Regions from separate parts of the Oryzias latipes genome. Here region 1 is linked to region 2. Evidence: chromatin contacts called from public Hi-C data. All regions are on one chromosome and are shown on one strand. The core of a region is the stretch at or near the end of the contact, and the rest is flanking DNA. Distances in the headings are between cores, read along the strand shown. Region 1 holds the start of drd3 (D(3) dopamine receptor). Region 2 overlaps qtrt2 (queuine tRNA-ribosyltransferase accessory subunit 2).

Region 1 (4,018 bases), core at 572-3,071, 70 kb before region 2:
TACACACATACAGCAAAAGGAGTTTGTGCTGAAATCAATGGAATTTAATTTAGTGTTAAATTCTTTGCAGATTAGTTCATAAAAATGTAGAGGAAAAGTCGCTAAAGTTATGACAATATCTGTCTTAAATCTTTTTCATTTACCGCCTTAAAATGTTAAACAATTTTTTATTTGGAACTGCAGTTCAATTTGAATTGTCAAAATATTTTTCCAAATCGAAAAAAAAACCTGCTGATAAAAAGATTAATTTCAGAACTTCTCTTAGAATTTTTCTTAAGATTTCTATTTTATTGGTCAGGTCAAACCTTTGGCTATATTATCATAAAACTATTCAAATATTACATTTTGGACCTGGATGATTTGTTTGAAGAATTTGTATACATTTGCTTTCATTGTTCCAGTAATAAAATAACTGATTTAAAAATCAGCCACAGTATAATAAGTATTCTACCTTTAGAGCTGAACAATTAAATTAAAGTTAGTGTGTTTTTTTTCTAGTCTCAATGCCATCTCAGCTTTGGAAAGAGCAGTTCCACTTACTGATCAACAGATGGCAGCAAACGTTCAGCAAACTACAGGCAGAATGGATATACATTCTCTTTACTGTCATTTGTTTTATCACTCAAACCTTTTCTGCCATCATTATTTTTTATTATTATTGCAGCAATGCTTTCAGGGCCTGACCTTGACACTGGTTGTAGTCCAGACATATATGGAGTCAGATGGTGACGGCTCTGTGAGCAGCTGCCATCTGATGAAGGCCGGCTCCTTCATTCAGAGAAAAAGCAGATCCTCCTTTCTGCTCCCTTCCTCTCTCTGTGTGTGCTTGTCTCCTTTATTGTGTCTCAGTGTGAAAGCAATAGTAGGCGGCGGTGGAGGCTATGACCAATGGCACCTGGATTGTGCCTCATGTTCCACTCTGAGTTATAAATTACCAATTCAGTGCAGCAATTGCCAGTCCGGGATAGATCGCACGCTTCTGGTGGATTTCTTCATTGTTCTGTGATTGTCCAGAAATAGGAACACATCAGAAGGGGTCAAAAACTGAAGAACAGTTTTGATGGGGGGGGGGATTCATTTGCAACACTGCATGGGAGTCAAACTTTCACATGTCTTGAGAATGTCAAGCACCACCTCTCATCTGATGATTCAAGTTCTTTCCAACCATTTGGATTCATTCCAAAGTTGAAGAGAGTTGACAACTAAAGAGGAGAAAGACAGGTTAAATATCCGATGAGTACCAAGGACATTTAGACACTTTTGCCCTCCTAAAATCACCGACTGGTGGGTGGTTTGGATTGAAAAATGATCTTTCCGTGGTTGTTTGTCAGCTACTGCGGTTACATAGAGCGCTTCATCAACTCCCTGCTGCTCTCCGTCTTCTAAAAGGCACTTAACTGAAGCCTGACAATGCATCCACTGTTAAATATAGCTCTATATGTGGAAATGTGAACCAAGCGGGTTTTCATTAAAATCAGAACTGACTTGACAAAGAGCAGAATCTACACAGTGATTAAAAATGTGCATGTCAGTTTTACCAAAATAAACATTTTTGTTTTTTGACTCCTTCAACAAAGAAATCACCTTCTATCCTCCTCTCAGCATGGTGTGTACTGAGGGGCCCCTGCATGGCTGACAGCCTTTTCTTATAAAAGGCAAGCAAGGCTGGAAAAATGGCATGTAAGACAAAAGCACCACATATTTAGAAATTCTTTCTGGGTGTATCTTGGGACCACAGAGACACAAAGATGTTACACTTCATACATATTTTCCTTCCAGACTGACCTAATTTACACTCTGTGTCTGATCTGTTTTTTTTTTTTTAATGAGGCCACTTCAGGCTATTTTTGTTTGAACGCCGCTTTCAGCAAAGCGCGACCCAGACAGACACAGGGTCACGACTGCAGACAAGTTGTGGGATTTCCACTTCAAGATAAAAGTTGGGTCTTTAACTTGAATGGAAACCTGAACAGGTTTTCTCTGATCCTAAACGTGATCTTCCTTTCATTTCTACCAACACGCGCATATGGAGACACCTGCTTGCCTGCCGGTGCCGCCGCTTTGCGTGCGCCGCCGCGCTCCTGCTGCTGACATCAAAGATCTGAACGCGTGTTGAAGCGCTCGCCTGAGAGAGAGACGGCGACCTTTTGAAGAGATGAAGTGAGAGAAAAGCTTGGTTGCTCGTCAGCGATCTTCCCACTTTCGCATTCGCCCGTGCGCAATGGCACCGCGCGCTCCTCTCGTTGGCGTTGGATGGAGCAGTGATGGAAGAACTTTAAACTCCGCGTGGATTCGGCTTTTCCTCAATAAATCCTCTTCTGGAAATCGGTAGCAGGTAATTAAGTTTGTTCTCTAAGATGAAGACGCAAACAGAAGCATTAGGCAGGTGTAATATTTATGCGTCTTCCCCTCTTCTGCTGCCTTGTTTTTCTAAAGGGTGATTATTTCATCATAATGTCATAAAGAAATAAATGTATAGTTTTTAAGGTGATACTATTGTGCTTTATCACTGGTCATATTAAAAAAAACAGCATCTTGAGCTTCACTGTGAGTTCTGGAGTCAGAAAATGCAATTGATTAGCTCAATTAAGGGTTTGTTCTGGCAAATTAAGATTGATTGATCGCTGTAATACATTTTACATGAGCAGGAGAAAGAAAAAAATTAAAGGGGGTTTGGTCGAGATGTCTCATTAATTGGTCATGTTGTATTTGGTCTTCATATCTCACCTTTCAAACCAGATTTCCTACTTTGAAAAACTAAATGCTCACTGACAGGAGGTCACTGCAACACAATGGGAGAGCCTTACTAACCAGAGCCAGGGCTGGTCTGATCAAAACACTGAAGTGGACAATCAGCATTAATTGGAACTTGTTTATAAGTATAAACAAACCTTTCACTGAAGCAGGATGTAACCTTGTACTTTATTGTGCCTTCAGATGAATAAATCACGCCTTTGTGTGTGCGTGTTTGAGTGTGCATAGACGTGCTTCTCCCGAAATATTTGTGGTTATCCATCTTTCACGCCTAAAATCTCTCTGCTTTGATGAGAAGCCTGAAAGTGAGCAGTGTCACTGCTGAGGTTTTTTCTCTGCATCCCTCAGCTTATCTGGTGGACAGTAATGTGATATTGGAGCCATTCAGGAACAGAGTGGAAATGTAGACTTTGGAAATCTTTAAAATCCTGGGTGTGAGCCAGGTTTAAAGACACCTTTTTGTTATCTCTGTGTGATCTCTGGGCAATTCTGCCTCTGAAAGCAAAAAAAGGTTGAATGAGATGGATAAGTTGGTTTTTCCTGTAAGGTGTGAGCAGAAACACTGCAGACATTTGGACCAAGACCAAATGGGGAGGTTTGCAGATAAATGAAAGGAAAGATGGAAGGGGCAGGGCATGAGGCTAAGACCAATGGAGCAATTCATAGAGACTGCAGGGCTTGTTACCCTCTTTTTTTTACAATGAGCTAACTTTACTGACTGTGCCCCAAATATACTGCCAACTCCTAATTATTCTAACATCTAGCTTTGTAGTTTCTGCTTTTAAAAGTTTAACACATAAAATATTGTCTGTTTTGGATTTTTAGAAGGACATTCTTGATGCTCCAAAACTAAACTACAGATCAGCATTAGAGTAAAAGAATAATTGCTGGGATGTAATTCAACTTTTATTTTTAAATCTACAAGTTAAGCCAACTACTGTTGCTAAGAGGCAGTGTCCCTGCAGGCTTTCCTGATGACATAATGCTTCTAACACCGGATTATTCTGCACCTTTTTGACAAATTTGATCTTTCTTTTCCTCTCTGTTTTTTTTTAAAGAACAATGGATTGTGATCATTGAAAGAAAAGAAAAAAAACTAAACAATGCTTCTTTCTTCGGGTAGGTTTGCCAAACATCATACTTCCCATGCCACCGGGACATCTCCATGGCGATGTTTAGCAGCACGGAGCAGCTTTGGAATGAGTCGGAGCACCTGGGATGGGATGAGAGGAATGACAGCTCAAACAAAACGGGGAAAGATGAG
Region 2 (4,662 bases), core at 705-3,204:
GCTTTTGACTGTTTTTCATTTTAATCTAATGTGGGGGAAAAACAAGGTCCCTGATATTTTGCAAATATTTTATACTTTTTTCTTGAAGAAATATTTGTTAAAGAAAAATAAACAGCATTTTATCAACATTAATCAGGAGGAGCCTTGGTGTTCAGACCCTCTCTCCTCTGAAGGGAATCTTAAATGCATGTCAATGCTACAGTCAAAAGTTTTATGATGCATATTAACTGTATAGAGGGGAACAGAATGAAGGAATTTTGTTGACAATGCAGAAATAGCGGTAACGTTTCTGAAGTTAAGGTCAAATATAAGCAGGAATGGCAGAGCAGAAAGTTTTCGTCTCTAAATCTCCCTGAAAGTCTTTTTTTTTTGTCTAACCTGGTTTTGATTTGCTTTTCTATAAATCCTACTGGCACTTTTTTGCAGACCTGCAACAGTTTCTCGGTTTAAACTGTCTGAAAGCTCAAACCTCTTGGGGCGCCTTCGCTTCGGCATGATGCTCACTTTCTTCCAGTTTTTCTCTTTTTAAGATGTTCAAAAGAACATTTTGATGTTTGGAGGTCGTGTCAGGTTAGGCAAAAAAAAACTATGACTTTGACAAAACTCCTGTATTATATTTTATGAATAGTTATTATTTCAAACACCTCCTCAAGGACACCATTCAAAACTTGCAGCTACACTTAAGTATACTTTTTGTCAGATAATTGCTACTTTTATTTCAGAGTCAAGCCTGATAAACAAGTGCAAATGAATTCAGACTCATTTTAGTCTGATTAATTTCAATGCTTTGCCTTTTTAATGGCTTGTTTACTGATTGCAGATCAGCTGAGCAGACTTTCATTCAAATTTCTCACAAACTAACAAAAGAAGCAGCTGTTGTGTTTGCTGCTGGAAACAGCTGCTTCAGAGGAAAAAAAAAAGACATGCTGCAGTCACGCAGGAAAAAAGAGGGCAACAGCCAATCACTGCTTTCTATTTTTACCTACTGATCTGGGAGATTGCCTTTATAACCATCTCTGTGTCAGTTTCCATCTACTGCCGATTTATTTAACTTTTATTTCTTGAAACATTTATGCACAGCGCACACCCACTGATGACAGCAAATCCTCCAACCTACTTCTTCATAATGCTCACTGCAGTTAAGATAACCCTGGGTGGAGGGAGGTGGGGGAGAAATTCCATTGCTGTTCCACAAATCTGTCACCCTTGCCTCCCCCTCAGTGTGCCCCCTTTCCCCAACAGTCATGCACAGGGTTGGCAGTCAATTATATCATCTCACCTTCAAAACCAGCCTCGCCTCACCACCTCAAGAGAGTCAGCAGAGAACTCTATCTGTATCTGATCTCCATCCTTTCTCAGCAGCAGGAAGGGCGGAGCTGTCAGCTCTCAGGTCCTGTTAACCAGGTAGAAGTTAAAGCATTTCCTCAAGGCAAAGCACACAAATCATGCATGCTGGTTAGAGAGAGTCGGCATTAGAAGGAACGCTTTACTGGATCAACAAACATGAGATACACAGAATCAAAATGCAGAGTTAAAAAGAAGGAAAACGAGAAGGATATTAGCATTGATTCCATGTTTTTTTTATTTGTCGTAACTGATTTTTCGCCAGAGTTTACAAAAAATTTATCGTCCATCAATGAATCCATTTAGTTTCAGTTCCTACATGATCAGATTTCTCCTGAATCCTCTTCCTCACATTAAACCAATTTTTACTTCCATTTTTTTACAGACATTAAAATATAGAGTTTCCTGCAGACATGTCACTCAAAGAGCAGAGTCGCCTTCACGTGTTCCTGGTTTCTCCATGCACTCTTTTCTTTAGGAGATCCATTTTATCGGTGGCCAAAGCTTCTCTCACGGCACCGAAGAAATTCTGATAGTGGGTCATGTTGTGGATCATCAGTAGCACTCCAGCCAGCAGCTCATTGGTCACTAGCAGGTGGTGCAGATACGCCCTCTGGTGGTTCTTGCAGCAGTAGCAGCCACACCCCTCCACCAGGGATTTGAAATCATCCTGATACCTGGAAAGTGGTTCAGTTAAAGTTTAAGCTTCACAAACAGTCGCTGTAAATGTTAATCAAACACATGAAAGTGGAGGTTTTGCAAGCGGCGAGCACTTCTGAAAGCCCAGGGGGATTTGAGCGAGGCTTCTGCAAACCTTTTGTCTTTCAGATTCATTTCAAAGCTCGTCATCTGTGTTTGATCCTCGCAGTTGAGATCGCCTTTTGGTTGCATGTTGTCCCCCGCTGAGTGCTTTTCTTCATTCAGCTCCAACACTGTCAAGACACAAACACGCCTCATTAATTCCAACCCAAACGCTGCAATTTCACTCTTTCTTGAAAATTAAATCACCATTTAGACACCAAGCAGAAAAAAATTAAGCATCTCATGACAGTCGTTCTCTAAACGGATGCTTCCTGTCTATGCTGTGGATGTTAAAACCCATTTCATGCGTGATACTTTACACCCCAATAATTGTTTTCATTCAAAGTTCTACGCAGAAGACAACTCGTCCTCAAAGTCAGGAATATTTTTCACTTGAAGATCTTCTCTTTGGCCAGCGGCAGACACAAGGGGATGTGAGGAGGGGGAAGAGGATGAAGAGGAGGAGGAAAAAAACAACCAAAGTGGTCCATAGTGATGCATACATTCATAGGCTGAGATTAAAGGGCAACAGAGGAGCGAATGGGTTTAATGGAAGCTGAACAAGGTCAAGCAGCAAGCAACACACCAAAAAAGAACCTGCAAAGGAAAAATTTTCATGGGGTCTTTATGCAGCATGGAGCTGAGAGGAGATAAGCACAAGAATAGGAAAAAATGACGTCTGACCATGGAAAAGGCCAAACAAGGTGCAAAAGATAAGATTCAGCATTTAAAAAAAGCAAGGGGCATCAACAACATTTATTAAAGCCAGGAGGAAAGGAAATGCTCTGAAATAGACAGAAAAGGAGCGTCATTGTACGTCTGTTAAACCGCAGAGAGACTGTTTTCAGCTTTGCTCCTTTCAGAATTACACCCAAAAGCAGATATTCATTAAACTTGGGGCCAAAGGTGAGAGCCAATTCAATTTTATGGGCATATCCAGATCTCCTCCTTTAAGGGTAAAAAGCAAGGAAGGCTCCGGGTGCACAGCTCCAAACGCTTTTTCCTGTCAAAACCTTTGGAAAACCACAGGAAGAAGAAATTCACATCTACCCCGCCGTCCTCACAGCAGAGCCACACTCTCAGTCAACATGACATAGAACCAATCCATCAACCTAACGTGAGCGTTTCTCTGAGATTAGCCACAAATATTGCAATTTAACAGAGATTGATTTTCAACTTAACATAAGGCAAGCTGCAAAAATATCACAAACGTTACAAATCACAGCCAGTGTGACAAAAACATTTTCATGCATTTCAAATCTGACAGTCTGTTAAAGCGAGGCCTCTCACAGCTAAAATGAATCAAACTCTTGAATTTGACCGACACATCCGTGTGGGCCGTTTGATTCATCGATCGGAAGGGAGGCGACAATAAAAGCATTTACAGCATAAATGTCCCACTTTGATCATCTTTTGATCTTATGTAAAGCATTCTTAGTGGTCTTTTAATTATGATTATGTTGTTTTTAGTCAAAATAAAAAAAAACTGTCGTTATAAAACATAGTTTCTGCAGAGCGGCAGGAGTTTATCAGAAATTCACCTCATATTTGTGGGCGGGGCAGTTGTCGCAGAGTAAGCCTGATATCCCATCAACCCTTTGTTTACAGTTTCTCCCGCTAGCAGACGAGGGATTGGAATGGAGCAGAGCAGAGAGGTTGTGGCCTTCCAATTATAGTTTGTACATAACAGAATGAATCCATCATTCCGTGTGTCTCTTTTATTCAGATCAGCCCACTACTCTTCATCAGGGGAAATTTGGTCTCTTCTTTCAAGCTTTATGTTCTTTAACAAATGCAAACCCTATTTCCCACAATTACCCAGATAAAAGTGGATTTCTTTAACTTGAATTGCCATTTCATCCCAAAACTCTTGGTTTCTTTATTGAGTTGAGTGTGTGGAAATGTTTTAATGATTACCAATCACAATAATTTAAGTATGTTTCTTATTAAATAATGGTAATCCTCAATCCTTCCAGTTGTTAATGAGGCAAACATTTTTTTTTATCCAACTTCAGCAATCTCCCAATATGTTTTTTTTTTCTTGTTAGTAATTTTCTACTTCTGAAGCAATCTTTCCACGTCCGTCTGCTTGTTGCCAGCAGAAACAAAATCCTCCATACAGTATTGATCCAGTGGGAAGGCTCCTATTTCATATTTTCCTTATTGAATGAAAGGGGCGTGGTTATTTGGATAGGGCACGCCACGCCCATCACAAACAGCTGATGGCAGGCAAGCAGTGAAAAGATGCCAAAATAATAATGTCTTTACCTAATTCAAATTTGTCTGATAAATGGTAAAAACTCTAAATGGAAGACAAAAGAAAAAACTGATTTCATTGCAACTGTAATCTATAACACCAGACTGATGTAAACAGTTCATATGAAATAAAATTAAAAAATAAAAAAGAGTTTGCATACTAATTCTTGTTTTTGGAGTTATGCAACACATACCTGAGACATACAGAAGCTTGAAATAGACGTTTGGTGTGAAAGGGAATCGTTCTTTTGACACAAAGTG

What was found. A called contact is a pair of places that touch in the nucleus more often than the background predicts.
Region 1: a contact with region 2 is called in a Hi-C map of embryo, with 2.9 times the contacts expected there. The contact joins the promoter of drd3 here to the enhancer-like site in region 2. A contact is called at or near these places in 5 of 5 Hi-C or Micro-C datasets (embryo, fibroblasts and gastrula embryo).

What each region holds. Positions count from the first base shown.
Region 1 is chr20:17,818,699-17,822,716 of ASM223467v1, reverse strand. drd3 (D(3) dopamine receptor) reads left to right here and starts at 1,821. Exons shown (of 8, transcript XM_011488947.3): 1 at 1,821-2,335; 2 at 3,878-4,018. The coding sequence starts at 3,920.
Region 2 is chr20:17,748,658-17,753,319 of ASM223467v1, reverse strand. It overlaps qtrt2 (queuine tRNA-ribosyltransferase accessory subunit 2), which reads right to left. Exons shown (of 9, transcript XM_020712385.2): 8 at 2,159-2,276; 9 at 1,559-2,021. The coding sequence ends at 1,784. Among protein-coding and RNA genes, the nearest start is that of LOC110017284, 6.0 kb to the left of the region's middle. Within about 2 kb of position 1,954, at least 1 of the 8 cell types and tissues checked has an H3K27ac peak or open chromatin away from gene starts, as enhancers often do. A contact at or near this core is called in embryo, where this site is marked.